2 separate regions of the Anser cygnoides genome follow, and region 1 is linked to region 2. Evidence: chromatin contacts called from public Hi-C data. All regions are on one chromosome and are shown on one strand. The core of a region is the stretch at or near the end of the contact, and the rest is flanking DNA. Distances in the headings are between cores, read along the strand shown.

The links. Hi-C and Micro-C count contacts between places; a contact is called where the count stands out from the background.
Region 1: a Hi-C map of liver shows a contact between it and region 2, with 1.8 times the contacts expected there. The contact joins the enhancer-like site here to the promoter of SUV39H2 in region 2. A contact is called at or near these places in 2 of 7 Hi-C or Micro-C datasets (both in liver).

What each region holds. Positions count from the first base shown.
Region 1 is chr1:7,987,169-7,989,868 of Taihu_goose_T2T_genome, forward strand. It overlaps DMTF1 (cyclin D binding myb like transcription factor 1), which reads right to left. Exons shown (of 18, transcript XM_048062559.2): 17 at 1,268-1,415; 18 at 1-464. The coding sequence ends at 355. Among named protein-coding and RNA genes, the nearest start is that of TMEM243, 10 kb to the left of the region's middle. Within about 2 kb of position 1,418, at least 2 of the 3 cell types and tissues checked have open chromatin away from gene starts, as enhancers often do. A contact at or near this core is called in liver, where this site is marked.
Region 2 is chr1:7,931,144-7,933,843 of Taihu_goose_T2T_genome, forward strand. SUV39H2 (SUV39H2 histone lysine methyltransferase) reads left to right here and starts at 1,403. Exons shown (of 6, transcript XM_066980110.1): 1 at 1,403-1,526; 2 at 2,529-2,674. The coding sequence starts at 1,412.

The DNA of each region.
Region 1 (2,700 bases), core at 168-2,667, 56 kb after region 2:
CAATCCTTGACTTCTGTCCAGTTTTCAGGGTGTGCAGTTGAGCACACTAGTAAAAAGTCAACTCAGAACTGACCACGTGGATCCTAGCAATGAGCAATCCAACAGGGCTTCTTTCAAACACTGAAACACCCTGGCTGAAACGTCGCACATCAGGCTTCGGTTGGCTGCTCTGTAACCCTTCACAAATGAGGTAAAATAGCCTGAGCAGGAAAAGTGCACTGTAGTCATCTCAAACTGTAAGGTTCTGTTTAAAGACATGGACTGACTGCTTTCTTTGGAAACGTGGCACAGGGTTGCAACTGATTTCACAACGCGAACGTGGTCGATACAAAATGGACGCGACTGCTGCTTCTCTCAGTGACAGCTCACTAAATCTTCAACATCCTTTGAATCTTCCGAGTCAGGACTGCCCAGTGATGAGCCAATGATGTGTGACCCATCTCCGTGATGCTGTAGGATAGGATCTGTCAGGAGATGCCGTACATTAGAACTCATTATTTACTGGTCCATTATAACATGATATATAAAACACACGAGACAAAATGCAGTCTGAGCTTTGAAACAATTTTAAGGAATGTTACTCCATTAAACTAGTCAGTTTTCAAGTTCAGTTTTCAAGGGGAGCCACGACTAACCTGGATGCAACCAGTGTGACTCATGTTTGGATTCCCCAGGTATTACTGTATCAGGCCCAAGGCTGATCCTCAGATGGCTCTGCAAGTATATCCTTCCTCCAGAAAGGAGGATTTGTTAGATGCAGCACTGGGAGAACGCATCTATGCTGCTTCCAAGCCTAAGATGACTCTTGGCATGGGGAAGCGTGGCAAAGCTAGCAAGCCCCTCCAGGTGAGTGCTGTGCAAACACCCCAAAGCGCCCAGCCCCTCACCATGAGAGCTTATCGAGTGGTTAACTGCGTTTCTGATGCCTCTGTTTTTCTCCCAAATGAGAAACCAATTTCATTCCAGCACAGGTATGAAGAAACACGCACTAAACAGAGTTACTCATTAGCCTGTGTGTACTAATTCAAGGCTCAAGGGCAATGGGAACAGCTCAGTTAAGTCATGAAGCAGCTGCTGTTCGGCTTTTCCCACGAGGTTGAGATTTTCTTCAACTTCTACTGAAGTAAGTGGGGTAATCAACGTGGTTAAAGATTCACAGCAATAATTTGGAAAATAATTCAAGAGAAAGCAAGGATCATTGTTTAAAAGAACTCAAAAGTGCTATACTGATTTGGCAAACGCTAGCTCCAGCATCAAATATACATACCTGTTAGAGTTGTTAGGGGCAACACCGATTCACTGTCTATATCATCTGATGTCTGGATAAAACCATGGGAGGAAGGAACAATTAGCACAGTTTCATCATCTATCGTAGGCTGGTCAACTTGTTCTTCTATCGTTGGAGAACCCAGGTCCTGCACGACACGGAAGGACAGGACATGAGAGTGCATTTTTGGTAGCAAGAACAGAAAAACCTGCTTTGGCCAGCAATACTTCATAATAAGTAGACTGCCTGGATGAATTTTATCTCATTAGATTGAAATGTCAACATCTGAGCTAATTACTTCACATAAGATACATTTCATCCTAGAGTGGGCACCTAAAATGAGGTAAGAGGAATTCCACCCTGTGAACAGTACAGGACATGGGGAGAGGAAATGAGAGATTGCATGGTGGTGATAAAATGTTCCTCTGTAAGTCAAATATTCTGTCTATAAACAGGAATAATCTTTTCCACTACCTGCTGCCTAGATGTTCTGAGACTGAAGCAATACCTTTACAGTTTCCCAGCTCCACAAATGTGATAATTTTACCTGAACTTAATAACTTAGTTTCACAACTCCTGCTTCTGTGACACGTTTTTACAGCTCAGAAGACCAATTTTAATTGCTGTGCCTCGTCCTGTAACTTGCTGGCAGTAGGGTGGCTCCAAATTTTCTTGGACAAACCTCATTACATCAAAAAATTAGCAACATACCGATTCCTTCCAGGCACAAGTTGTCAATATCCCTGCCCTCTTCTAAATCCCACAGCTGCTGCCTATTCCCTGGCTCTTGTAGTGCTAGCACTGAAAAGGAAGTAATAAACCTGGCTTACTCAGTGCCACAGCACACTCAGGTGGGCTCCTGGTTCTGCACACGCAGTGAAAAGACATCCTGGTTAACACTGCCAGAATAACCACAGATATTTGGATCTTGTGTTTAACATGTGTAAGGTTCGTTCAAGCTTCAGGAATTACTGATGCAGAATGATAGCAAATGTAGCTATCGGTGTGAAGGTACAGGGATTTATCCCTCTTTTCAGAGTGGGCAAGAAATGTTTGAGAGAGGTAACACCCCCACTCCGTTCAAGAAAATCTTGAAGTTTCAGTTAGTTTTAGGAAAACTTGTTTCCCTACATAGTTTCCACAATGTTTTTGCAAAGGCAGCTTGCAGAAAACCCTTTCCCTGGTGCAGCTGAAGAGGAGCTGACTACCTGTGCTGCAGCTTAGCGATTTAAACTCACTCCAAACGTGTACCCGTTCATGCAAGGCACAGTATGCCTGACCTGCAACAGCAGCTTTGTGCAGAGAACACAGCTGAACCTGCCCACAATAAGCAGCATGGCTTAGAACTGAGAAAAGGAGGTGTGAAAAAACTGAACACGCCATTGTGACAAATGGGCACCCCTCCCAGTCAGAAATAACAAAACCCTGCAGCA
Region 2 (2,700 bases), core at 153-2,652:
TGTTCTAATCTGTATATCAGTATATATTTGGCTATAATCTGATGTCTTGTGGTGTGTTTTTGTTTTTTTAATTTAGGTGGGGAAGTAATAGAAAGTGGAACGGGCAACTATAGTTCCAGGATTTGAGGGTCTTGGTCTTGCATACAGTTGAGGAAAGCAGCAGTTCAGCCCTTAAGTAGGGCCAGATGTTATTTTGTCAGATATTCAGAGTGACCCAGTAGTACCTCAAAGGCATAAACCAAAACTAGAGAGAGGGATGCCAATCTGGATTTTTAAGAGACTTGGACTCAGTTACTACTTTCTGACAGATTTCCCAAGTTTGTCTTGAGCTCCACAGTTACCTGTTGCATTTACCTCAGTTACCTACACCCATTTTAGTATCCTTTTTACTTTACAAAAGCAATGTATCCTATGTACATATAAATCTTACTGCATTTCAAACATAAGCATTTGACTTGAATTTGTAATACTTGGAAAATTTTGCCTCACCTACTACTGGCTCTTTGGTCTCCTGAAGGTAAGTGAATAAATAGTTCATCAGTTCCTGTCTGGAAGCTTTTAAAAGGAGTCTTGGAAAACCCAAAGTCTTACTTGGTGTGGGCAGTGGAGTCCCTTAGCCCCATACTGTTGCACCTTAACATCAGCTTAGAAGAAATCCTTGTGGAAAGGCTGGAGTTCTAGCTAGTGGCTGGACATCTCTGAGGGGTGTGTATTTTGTGCACAGCAGTACCAATTGCTGGGGTTTGGGGCTGACTTGAACAGCAGACCTCATTTCTGGGAAGTGTATTGTGAGAGAATATATTTTTGGTTCAAAGTGCCTGAACTATTCCCTTTTTGACTCTGGAGGTCAGTATCCGACAGAGCACTAGTGAGGGGCCTCAGGGCCTCCCGTTGCCTCTGCCCCACGTGTGGATGCTGAGAGTGAACAAAGAGAAGGAGCCTGGGCCTTCCTTCACCTGGCACACAATAAAAAGATGGGGTCTGTAAAAGCCACTTCAGCATATGCTTTAGGTTTAAAACTTCATGTAAGATCTGTAAAAGCTGCTTTAACATACAGTTTAGGTTTAAAGCTTGGTGTGAGAGTTTTATTATTAGTAGGGAGAGTCTTGCTATACTTTCTTGATGGGGGTTAATTTTCCGTATAGCTGCTGCTTTTGTGGGTTTGTTTCTGTGGAGGAGTCCTGAAGAGTGTGGGAGGGAGAGAGTGTCTTGGGGGGGGGGGGGGGGGGGAGAAGTGTACCTTAAAGCAGGGTGAAAAACGCTTTATTCCTAATTTTTTAACGTAGTCAGAGAACCTTGAACCCTTGCCCTCACCCCCACCCCCTAACCCTCTCCTTTCTCCCTTCACACCCCCCAAAAAACGTGACGGGGGGTGTGGGGGGGAGAACGGGGCCGCCTCTGAGGCGCCGCCATGGCCCCGCCCCGTGCTGCACGGAGTGTGGGGGGGGGGGGAGGGCGGAGCATGGCGGGCCCCAACCCGCGCCTGGCGCCTGCGGCCCCCTCCAAGATGGAGGGCTGGCCAGGAGGTGAGGCCGCCGGACACCGAGCCCCTCGCTTCCCCTCCGCCTCGCTGAGGGGTGAGGAGGAGGAGGAGGAGGAAGGTTCCGGGCTGAGGGAACCGCCGCCGAGCCCTCCCACCCCCTCCCGTAGCAGGAGCGTTGCAGCCGGGCTCGGCGGTGTGGTGGTGGTGGGGGGGGGGGGGGGGGTTGGGGAGGTTTTTTTTGGGGTCGTGGGAGGGAGGCTGGAGGTTGGAGGCCTCGCCAGCGGCCGAGGAGGGCTGAGCACGGTGCTGTGGGGGGGGGGGGGGGGGGTGCCTGAGGTAAATGTGAGGGAGAGGGGTTGGGGCTGCTGTAGGGGGGCTGGGGGAAAGGCAGCCGCCCCCCTTCCCTCCCCTTTTTCCTCCTCATCCTCTTCATCCTCCTCATTCTCCTCATCCTCCTCTTCCTCCCCCAGCCCCTCACCGACTTCCCGAACTTCCCTTCCCCCCCCCCCCTTGCCCCTTCAGCCCCCAGCAGCCTCCCTCCAGCCCTGCGATCCTTCTGGAAGAGCCTCGGGGCCGTGACTCCGTCGGTCACCGTGGTCCCGTCACAGGGGCCGGGCTCCCCTCCGCGCCCCTCACGAGCTGCAGGGCTGCGGCGGTCCCCTCGGAGGTCCCGTTGAAGAAGGGAGGCTCGCTCGGAGCTGTGCCTCTCGTTACGGGATGCTTTCGCCGTAGGGAAACGCTCTCCCTTGGTCTTAAGGCGCTTTCTGCCCCTGGAAGGGTGTTGCGGCAGCGCCTGCCCTCCAGAGCGTTGGTTGTTCCGTGTAAGTATGCGGCCAGGCACGCCGAGCCGAGGTTCAGGGAGGGAATCGTCGCCGTGCTTCTGCTCTGAGCCTTAGGGTGAAGTTGGAGAGACGCCGTAGGTGTGCGAGAGGCTGCTGGCACAGGTGGTACCGCGGGGACTTTGGGTTGAGGCACGTGGAGTGCATAACGGTTTCAACTCAGCCGAGACATTAAATAGGATTCTTTACCGATTTTCTTATTGTAGCCTGGTATGTGCCATGTCTAGCTTCACTTGAGACCCTCCAAGAATTATGTAGGAAGGAAAATCTCAGATGTAAATCCATTGGAATCACCAACAGGAGTCTAAAGAGTTATGAGGTGGAATATTTGTGTGACTACAAGGTAGAAGAGGTAAGAGAAACACAGACCGATTTGAT